Linked DNA regions of Mus musculus: all the other regions are linked to region 2. A link is a contact called in public Hi-C and HiChIP or PLAC-seq data. All regions are on one chromosome and are shown on one strand. The core of a region is the stretch at or near the end of the contact, and the rest is flanking DNA. Distances in the headings are between cores, read along the strand shown. Region 1 overlaps Igf2bp3 (insulin-like growth factor 2 mRNA binding protein 3). Region 2 holds the start of Malsu1 (mitochondrial assembly of ribosomal large subunit 1). Region 3 overlaps Igf2bp3 (insulin-like growth factor 2 mRNA binding protein 3).

What was found. A called contact is a pair of places that touch in the nucleus more often than the background predicts. HiChIP or PLAC-seq counts read pairs in DNA pulled down with a chosen protein or histone mark.
Region 1: a Hi-C map of rod photoreceptor shows a contact between it and region 2, with 2.2 times the contacts expected there. The contact joins the enhancer-like site here to the promoter of Malsu1 in region 2. A contact is called at or near these places in 3 of 39 promoter capture datasets (liver and macrophages), 2 of 15 datasets of contacts at CTCF or cohesin (CD8 T cells and pro-B cells), 16 of 484 Hi-C or Micro-C datasets (B cells, Th1 cells, brown adipocytes and 10 more), 11 of 115 datasets of contacts at active chromatin or transcription factors (the HPC-7 cell line, embryonic stem cells, epiblast stem cells and 3 more) and 3 of 9 other capture datasets (adipose tissue, embryonic stem cells and liver).
Region 3: a contact with region 2 is called in an H3K27ac HiChIP or PLAC-seq map of embryonic stem cells, with 6 times the contacts expected there. The contact joins the enhancer-like site here to the promoter of Malsu1 in region 2. A contact is called at or near these places in 9 of 39 promoter capture datasets (cranial neural crest, embryonic stem cells, liver and 4 more), 1 of 15 datasets of contacts at CTCF or cohesin (pro-B cells), 25 of 484 Hi-C or Micro-C datasets (B cells, CD4 T cells, CD8 T cells and 8 more), 22 of 115 datasets of contacts at active chromatin or transcription factors (the 230-238 cell line, the HPC-7 cell line, the SCID.adh cell line and 10 more) and 3 of 9 other capture datasets (adipose tissue, embryonic stem cells and liver).

What each region holds. Positions count from the first base shown.
Region 1 is chr6:49,145,204-49,148,138 of GRCm38.p6, reverse strand. All of the region lies in intron 3 of Igf2bp3 (insulin-like growth factor 2 mRNA binding protein 3), which reads left to right. Among named protein-coding and RNA genes, the nearest start is that of D030074P21Rik, 67 kb to the left of the region's middle. Within about 2 kb of position 1,523, at least 8 of the 459 cell types and tissues checked have an H3K27ac peak or open chromatin away from gene starts, as enhancers often do. A contact at or near this core is called in rod photoreceptor, where this site is marked.
Region 2 is chr6:49,072,408-49,075,405 of GRCm38.p6, reverse strand. It overlaps Malsu1 (mitochondrial assembly of ribosomal large subunit 1), which reads right to left and starts at 1,611. Exons shown (of 4, transcript NM_029353.1): 1 at 1,303-1,611; 2 at 142-320. The coding sequence starts at 1,540.
Region 3 is chr6:49,185,564-49,188,484 of GRCm38.p6, reverse strand. The region is part of intron 2 of Igf2bp3 (insulin-like growth factor 2 mRNA binding protein 3); the gene reads left to right. Among named protein-coding and RNA genes, the nearest start is that of D030074P21Rik, 26 kb to the left of the region's middle. Within about 2 kb of position 1,649, at least 2 of the 459 cell types and tissues checked have an H3K27ac peak or open chromatin away from gene starts, as enhancers often do. A contact at or near this core is called in embryonic stem cells, where this site is marked.

The DNA of each region.
Region 1 (2,935 bases), core at 274-2,773, 73 kb before region 2:
GTCTTCTCGGTGATCAAGGAGACACCAATCACAAAGGAAACCAGAAATCTGTACATATGTGGGTAGTGACACCCCAGCAGAAGCAGCACTGGGGGAATGGATAGATACTGACATCTCAAAATAGGAAGAGTATTTAGGAAGGTAGCCTGGGATGCATAATGAGGTCCAGACCCTAGACTATATATAGTTCTTGTCTCAATGATGATGACGATGACAACAATTACAACCACCACCATCACCTCACACAAAGCAGAAGGCTTTTAGAAAGGCTCTCAGGACAGTGTGATGGTTAACTTCTTCAGACATGAACCCTCAATAAAACCCACATAGGAGCTTTATGGCTGAAGGGTGGCAGATGCCCTCCTTAGAGTCACACATCACAAGTTCAGACAAGAATGTTTCATTCAAAAGGTCTGCAAGGGCCTGAGGAGGACTGCAGTGGGAAGTGCTTCCATGTGAGCTCGTGGACCCGAGTTTCATTCCTAGATCCCACATCACAAAGTAGGTGTGGCTCCTAAGTGTTGTGCACACTTGTAATCTCAGCACTGGGAGAGCAGACACGGGGATCCCTGGGTTTACCGGCCAGCTCATCCAGACTAACTGGTGAGCTCTGGGTGACTGTGTGCTGTGCGCATCACAGAGGTCAGGTTGTGTAGTTAGAACAATAATGAAAAGCATCCCACATGTGTGTTTGGTATTTTAACATTAGCTTTTCTAATTTTGCTGTATTTCGTTTTGTGTTGATGACAGCTTTATTAAGAAATTCATATACTGGGCAGTAGTGGCACACGCCTTTAATCCCAGCACTCGGGAGGCAGAGGCAGAGGGGCAGAGGGGCAGAGGGGCAGAGAGAGAGGCAGAGAGGCAGAGGCAGGTGGATTTCTGAGTTCGAGGCCAGCCTGGTCTACAAAGTGAGTTCCAGGACAGCCAGGGCTATACAGAGAAACCCTGTCTCGAAAAACAAAAAAAACAAAAACAAAAAAATTCATATACCATAAAAGTCACCTAAGTTTTTCATTACTCATTGTATATAGTGTGTGTGTGTGTGTGTGTGTGTGTGAGAGAGAGAGATTGAAAGAGAGAGAGAGAGAGAGATACACATGGAGATCAGAACATACATGGTTGAACACAAGACAGTAGGCCTCAGTGGCAAGTTCTCTCTGAGGCATCCTGCTGGTCCCCCAGTCTCCTTTGAAAGCACACAATTCAGTGACTCTTAGTGTGTCCACTAAGTTGCGGTAGAGCACCGTTATCTAGCTTTAGAACGTTTGATTACCCTTAAGAGCCACCCTTCCCAGTGAGTACTCACTTCCTCCTTCCTTTTCTCCCCAACTCTGGGAAGTTCACTTTCCATTTCTATAGGTTTCTGTGTTCTAGACATTTTATAGACTACACATGCAGTGTGTGCTATTTTGTGACTGAGTCTTTTCCCTTTCTTTTCTTCAGGGCTTATGCACATTGCAGCATGTACTGGCGCCTTAATCCTCTTTTGAAATGGACTTTGCATTTCAGACTGGTTGGATATTTACAGAGAAACTGGAAACTAGTGGAGAGGATTCCCAAGTAGTGCAGACCCAGTCCCCTGTCACTAACAGGATGCTTTAGTGGGGTGTGTCTGGCACACGATGAACCAATGTTATTCACCTTTATACTAACCTAAAGTTGATGCTTGATAAAGATTATATCCTTCATTCTTCCTGCGACTGCTCCAGGATCCTGTGCAGGACCTGCCCAACATGCAGTTGTGGGTTCTCCTCCACTCCCTGCTGTTGTGGCAGTTTCTTGCCTCATTGTTTTTGATGACCTTGATGGTTTTAGCAGTAGTAAATATTTCGTAGACAGTCTTAGTTGGGGTTAGCTGAGGTTTCTCTCCTGGTTAGTCTGAGCTTATACATTTGAGAGGAGATGTCACTGTCAGTCTATCGAGTGTACACTGCTGTCAGCACAACTTGCCACTGCATAGCAATCCTGGTGCCCTGGGAGAAGCAGTGTGGGTAGTGTGTTTGTTGTAAAGCTACTTCCTTGCCTCTCACAGACCGCTGGGAGACTGTCACTGCAAGTCTGGAGAGGTAGCTTAGCAGTTAAGATTGCCTGCTTCTCTTGCAGAGTGTCCTCGTCACTGTTGAACCAAGAGCCCAGGATCTTGAGAGAACTACTTGTCCATGAAGCAGTGTCTGCTCTGTGTAGTCATCTGGACTTGAGACCACTTATTTTGTATTTTAGGGAATAATCCTAATCTTTCCCCCTCTCCCTGTGACCTCCTTTGATTGTGTTTATTCCTTTGTAATTTATGTGTGGGGGCGTTTGGCCTTCAGGTATATCTGTGGTCCACATGTGTGTGCACCGTGTCAACAGGTCAGAGGTGGTGTTGGAGCCTTAGAACTGAAGTTACACACAGTTGTGAGTCACCATGTGGGTGCTGAGAAGGAACCCAGGGCCTCTCTGTTGTCTCCTCTTTGAAGCCTATCATACATCTTGAGGGCATGGCTAGTGTCTACAGGGCAGATAGATGGATAAGTAAGTGGGATAATGTGTTTGCCTAATTCTGTGTGTAGAGATGAGTGGAGAGTCTCTCCTGCCTTTAAGCCTTCAAGTGTGACTATCTGAGCAACTTGTTCCAGACAGCATGGACGCAAGGACTCTTACTCAGACATGCTGAGTGGCCTGTTGGATTTTGCTCAGACAAGGCCCCCCCCCCCCCCCCCACTAAGTTCAAGGTCAATCCTGGCAGATTATGGGGATTATGGTTGTGCCTACAAGGCAAGAGGCTTTAAGCAATACATTTGTTCTCTCAGAATTCTGGACATAGCAACCCCAAGTGATGGCACACGTGGTGTGAACCTGGAGCTGCCAGCAGTCTTAGTATTTCTTAGCATCACTGCACCCACTACAGGCTGTCTTTGCAGTTGTGCTATATGCCTTTGTCTAAATGTCC
Region 2 (2,998 bases), core at 362-2,861:
AGAGCTAAGTATTTGCTCCCAAATATTTTACTCTGAGAAACCATAAAAATCACTCTTGGGAATTCTAGAAAGTGGGCTTCCTCTGCAGCCTCTGTGTGTCACTCTCTAGGTAAAGGTTCACAACAAAGGAGAGCATCCTACCATCTTCACAAGGTAGTGGACCATAGCGTGTAAGTGTCGGGTGGAAGTCCCACTCCCAATCACAAAGTAGTCTGTGTATCTCATTTCTGGAGGAACCTGGATCACACAAATGTCTCTTGCATTTTCTTGCCTCAGAAGTGAAACCAGCATATCGATGTCAAACTTGGCACCAATGTGATCTGAAAATGCAGAAACGCTTGTGTCAGATGGCTGAGGAGAATACAGACCTACATTTGTCTACAGAAGCAGACTGACACGAAGTCTCCTGGAGACAGTGGAACTGCTCCCCCTACAAGTGTATTTATATCTAAAATGCTTTGGTGAACACTAGGCAGGAGGATCCCAGGTTCAATGTTAGGCTGAGCAACTCAGAAAGACAAGGTCTAAAGATTTTTTATTTTTAAACTAAAAGACTGAAGGTGTGCTTCAGTGGTGGCATGTACGTGGCCCTGGGTCCAACCCCTAATACCATCTCCATTCAAGACAAACTAAACCAACCAACCAAAAACCAGCTTAAAACTGAACCCGGACAACAGTTCCCTAAAGCACTGCTCAGCTTTCCTAGGTAGAAGGTTCAGATTACGGACACTGGATACTGCGATTACCAAACGGAAGCAGAAGCAAATGTCTTTCTATTTACTAGTACTGAAAGGAACAACACTCCACAAATGCAGAGATGCTACACAACAACCAGCGGCATGATTTGAGGGAGAGGACAATATCCTAGGGCACACGTTAAATCGAATCGCAGATTAAAAAGGTTACTTAACTATACTGTATGGTAGGCGGGTTCTCAAGACAATACCTGGTCCACAGCCTTCAACAGATATGAAGAAACGAGGCTGCTAGGACTAGTGCTACTAAGACCAACCAGTCCACCTGCTACGACCCTGGGCAGATCGTGAGACGGGGTGGATCCTGGGCTGTGAAGCCAAGAGCCGGATGTTGCCCGCTCTATGACTGGAATTTTGACGACAACACGCTACCTTAGCCTCCCTCTAGGACTCTCGGGTACGCAAAGCAAAGTTGGTGCCGACCACCTCCCAAATCCCTTCCAGCTCTGCGTCTGCGCGAATGGCTATTTCTCTTGCCCCCGAAGCGCACAGGAAAGCCCAGGGCCGCCTGGGTCAGGCCGGGCCACCAGGTGTCCTGCCCGCGTACCTGCGGGTCCGGGCTGCAGGCGAGCGTCGCCAGCGGTCCGCTCCTCGGGCTGAGGCCCATGGTGCAGGCCGCGCGTTAGGCTCGGGGTCAGGCAGGTCGCGGGCCTCGCGGGAAGCCATCGCTCTGCCAGCCGCGGAAGCCAGGGAACCGAAGCCATTGCGGGGCCGGCTCTCTGGAAGACCGCCCTGCGCCACAGCAGCGGCCATAAACGCCGCGCGGGCGACCAGCCCGGACCCATAGCTCTCGCCGCGACTTCTCTGGGGGGAGGTGGTGGAGCTTCCGGGCGGCTCCGGGATTCTACGTCACGAAGTGGGCGGGTCTGTAACCGGAAACGGTGATTTAGACGGATTGCCTGGGGAGTAGTTTAAGGAATGAGGAGGACCGTGTGGATGGTGGTGGCTTACGCTTTTACTTTCCGCACTTGGTAGGCCGAGGCAGATCTCTGAATTCAAGGCCAGCCTATTCTACAAAGTGAGTTCCAGGACACCCAGGGATACACAGACAAACCTTGTCTCTCTTTTTTAAAAAAAAGAAAGGAAAGGAAGGAAAAGGAAAAAAAAAAGTGAGCCCAGATAATCTTTATGGGGCTGGAGAAGATGGCTCTATGGTTAAGAGCACTATCTGCTCTTTCAGAGGTCCTGAGAATTGATTCCCAGCAACCACATGGTGGCTCACAACCACCTATAATAGGATCTGATGCCCTCTTCTGTCTTGTAGGCATACATAAATAAATACATCTTAAAAGGAATTAAAGGGTTCCTACCTCTCTCTCTCTCTTTCCTCTTCTTCTTTCTCCTTTCCTTTTCTCCTTCCCTCCCACTTTCTCCAGCCCCTTCAAACCCTCTCTAGCTCTCTCCTTTCTGTTTTTCCTCTCCCCCAAATATGCAGAAATTAACCCTGTCAGATAGGAATTAAGTATTTTTAGCCATTTCCCACTGTCCAAAAAACAAAAAAGCAAACAAACAAAAAACCCTAAATTCAAGAACTAGAAAGATGGCTGAGCAGTCAAAAGTACAGACTGAATTTAATTTCAATGGTATTAAATGCCCTCTTCAGATGAAGTGCACAAACATATTGTACAGACATATAAGTAGGCAAAACACCTGAACACATAAAATTAAAAACACAAAACAAAAATGAATCATACAAAAAAGAAGAAAAAAGTTTGAATGGCGGCATCAGGTATGGTTGATTGCTTTCAAATGAAAGATATGGGTCATTAAATGAAAATCTCAGTGCTGGGTTTGGGATACTATCATCCCTACATTATTGGTCAGGGCAGCTATGGGCCCACCTAAAAACAAGTGAGGCTATTTTGGTTGTCTCCCACAACTAGATGGTAAGACCATACATATTGGTGAAGACAACACTCCTTGTTTTCAAGCTGAAACTAATCTAAAACCTTCTTACCTGCTGCCCAGCTTTCATGGAGTCAGGAGGTGGCATGCAGGTCACTGGGGGAGAAAAGCCATCAGTGGACTTACCCTGAGTGATAATTCCAATGCCAGGCCAGATGCGCCCACTGAGTCAATAGTGCATGAGTTATGGGGTTAGCCAGCCAACCACCTTCTGATTAGATCTGAGCCCTGCCTCACAGGAGGGAATCCATGCCTAGCACTGTAACTCCGGTCAAAACAAAAAACCATGAACACCTATGCGCATAAAGATAGCACTAATTAAACTCAGTGGGCTATAC
Region 3 (2,921 bases), core at 400-2,899, 110 kb before region 2:
GTAGACCAGGCTGGCCTCGAACTCAGAAATCCGCCTGCCTCTGCCTCCCGAGTGCTGGGATTAAAGGTGTGAGCCACCACACCCGGCCAGGTTATCTGTTCATCCAGCCACTGGTGATTATGTCCAGGTACCAGGGAGAGAGGAAAACTTGACCTTAAAACTTTGAAAGAGAGACATTTTACTAAGTAATTTTATCCAATTAGGAAGGCAGATTTCTGTGACAGAGAAGAACACTGACATATCTGTAGGCATTGTCATAACTGGTGGTAACTTTAAATAGTTCCACTGGGCTTTTCTGACTGATTAGATAATTTGCAGCTTATGGAAAAGAAGGGAGCTTCCTTCCTGGGTTCCACAGACTGATTAGAATCATTAGAATTTGAAGATGTAAAAAAAAAAAAAAAAAAAAAAAAAAAAAAAAAAAAAGGGGGCTGGTGAGATGGCTCAGTGGGTAAGAGCACCCGACTGCTCTTCCGAAGGTCCAGAGTTCAAATCCCAGCAACCACATGGTGGCTCACAACCATCTGTAACAAGATCTGACTCCCTCTTCTGGAGTGTTTGAAGACAGCTACAGTGTACTTACATATAATAAATAAATAAATCTTTAAAAAAAAAAAAGAATTTGAAGATGTGTTGATTGCCTGCTGTAAGTAAATCAAAATTTGCCCCATGTTTTGTTCAGTTTTGTAACAACATCTGAATTCATATGCTCTTGGAATATATACTGAGACAGTTTTTTCCTTGTAAAATTCAGCTATGATGATTTAAAAGAAAGTTTCTTTATATTTAAAAATGACCCAAGATCTGTACCTAAAAGCATAGGTTAAATGACAATTCCAATGATGTTAGTCGCTACAGAGGAGATTTAGCATCGAAAGCTTGACTCACAGACTGTATTTTTGTTTGATTTGGATGTATGTTTCACATGCGTTTATGTCTGTGCACCATGTGTATGTATTGCTTACAGTGGCCAGCAGAGGGCGTCGCCTTGCCTGGAGCTGGAGTCACAGATGGTTGTGAACTATCATGTGGGTACTGGGAATTGAGCTTGGGTTCTCTATAAGCAACCAGTTCTCTCCACTGAGCCATCTCGCCAGCTTTCTCTGAGACTGTATTCTTAAATTTAAGATGTGTTTGAGTTTTACTTAGCAGTAGACTCCGTTTTAAGCAGGTGCATGTGATACAAGGGTTCTTGGGAAAATGATTTTAAACTTCCACTTAGGCATGATTTCAGCTCCAGAAAAGTGTTTGAAAATACAAATGCCCTGTGGCCCACGACTGGTCAGGAGCATGCTGGTGTCCTGCTGTGCTGCCCCACACCCCCATAGACAGCAGGGTTGATAGCTTTCATTTTGGCCTCATTTCTTGCAAGCCAGTCATTTTACCAAGTGGCCATTTAACACGTTCTTAAAATCGTATCCCTTTCCAAAACACTTATTTTACCATTTTTACAAGGTGTTAAGGTCTAAAGCCCAGCCTACTAAAGTTTAATGTCCTGTACAGATTGTTAATTACAGATTTAGTTTATGATCCTTTTTCTAATTGGGAAGCTTTAAAAAGAAAGGGCAAAGGGCACTTAGCAGTGAGGAAATGGCCATTTTAAACGCTTGCTGTCTGTTAGAGGAGAAGCTGGAGGGAGGGCGGGCAGGCAGGCAGATGTGCCTGGATTTCCTCCTGAGGACAAGGTCTGTGTGAAGGACGGCTAGGACAGCCTTGGATTTCGGTGCTAGAAGCCCTCTCCCAGTTCTGGGCATTTGAGCCAATCATATCAGTATTGTAAAGGACACCAGACATTTCTTTTTGAGAACTGTGCCCTTATGGATGTGCTGGTTAAATTTTTTTGCTTGATTTCAACTTGACACACTCTAGGGTCATCTGAGAAGAGGGATCTTCAATTGAGAAAATGCCTCCCTCAGATTGGCTTGTGGGTCATTTCCTTAATTAATGATTGATGTGGGAGGTACCAGCCCACTGTAGTGTCAGGCTCCCTGTAATGGTTTGTATATTCTTGGACCAGGGAGTGGCACCATTTGGAGGTGTGGCCTTGTTGGAATAGGTGTGACCTGGTTGGATTAGGTGTATCACTGTGGGTGTGGGCTTAAGACTCTCACCCCAGTTGCCTGGAAGTCAGTCTTCAACTAGCAGCCTTTGGATAAAGATGTAGAACTCTCAGCTCTGCCTGTGCCATGCCTGCCTGGATGCTGCCATGCTCCTACCTTGATGATAATGGACTGAACCTCTGAACCTGTAAGCCAGCCCCAATTAAATGTTGTTTTTTGTAAGACTTGCCTTGGTCATGGTGTCTGTTCACAGCAGTAAAACCCTAACAAATACGGTGCCATTCTGCAGGTGGTCCTGAGATGTATAAATAGGGTTAGAGTTAGGGTTAGAGCAAGCTATGAGAAACCAGCACACAGCATTCCTTTACTGCCTCTGCTCAGTCCCTGCCTCTAGGTTCCTGTTCTTCTCGAGTTCTCGTCTTGGCTTCCTGTCTTGGTGGATTGTGATTTGGATGAGTAAGACTCCTTCCCAAGTTGTTTTCCACCAGTGTTTTATCAGGCATTAGAAAGCAAACCAAGACAGTGAGCTTGAAGGTGTGGGCTTCACTTGTAATCACAGTGATTGTCCATGTTGCGAGGTTAGCTTGATGTCATAAGAAGCATCATTTTCAAAATCTTCTTAGTTTGCATGTGTGTGTGTGGAGTATGTGCCACAGTAAGTGTGGGAGTCAGAGGTAACTTTTAGGAGTGGGCTCCCCTCCTTCCATCTTGCTCTTTTAGACTTTCTGCTGGGCTGTGTATTTCAGGTTAGCTGTCCTCCAAATGCATGGGTGATTTTCCTGTGTCTGCCTCCCATATTCATGTTGAAATGGGATGCGCCCACTGCCTCAGGAGTCTGGGTGGTTCTGGGCTTTCACAGCA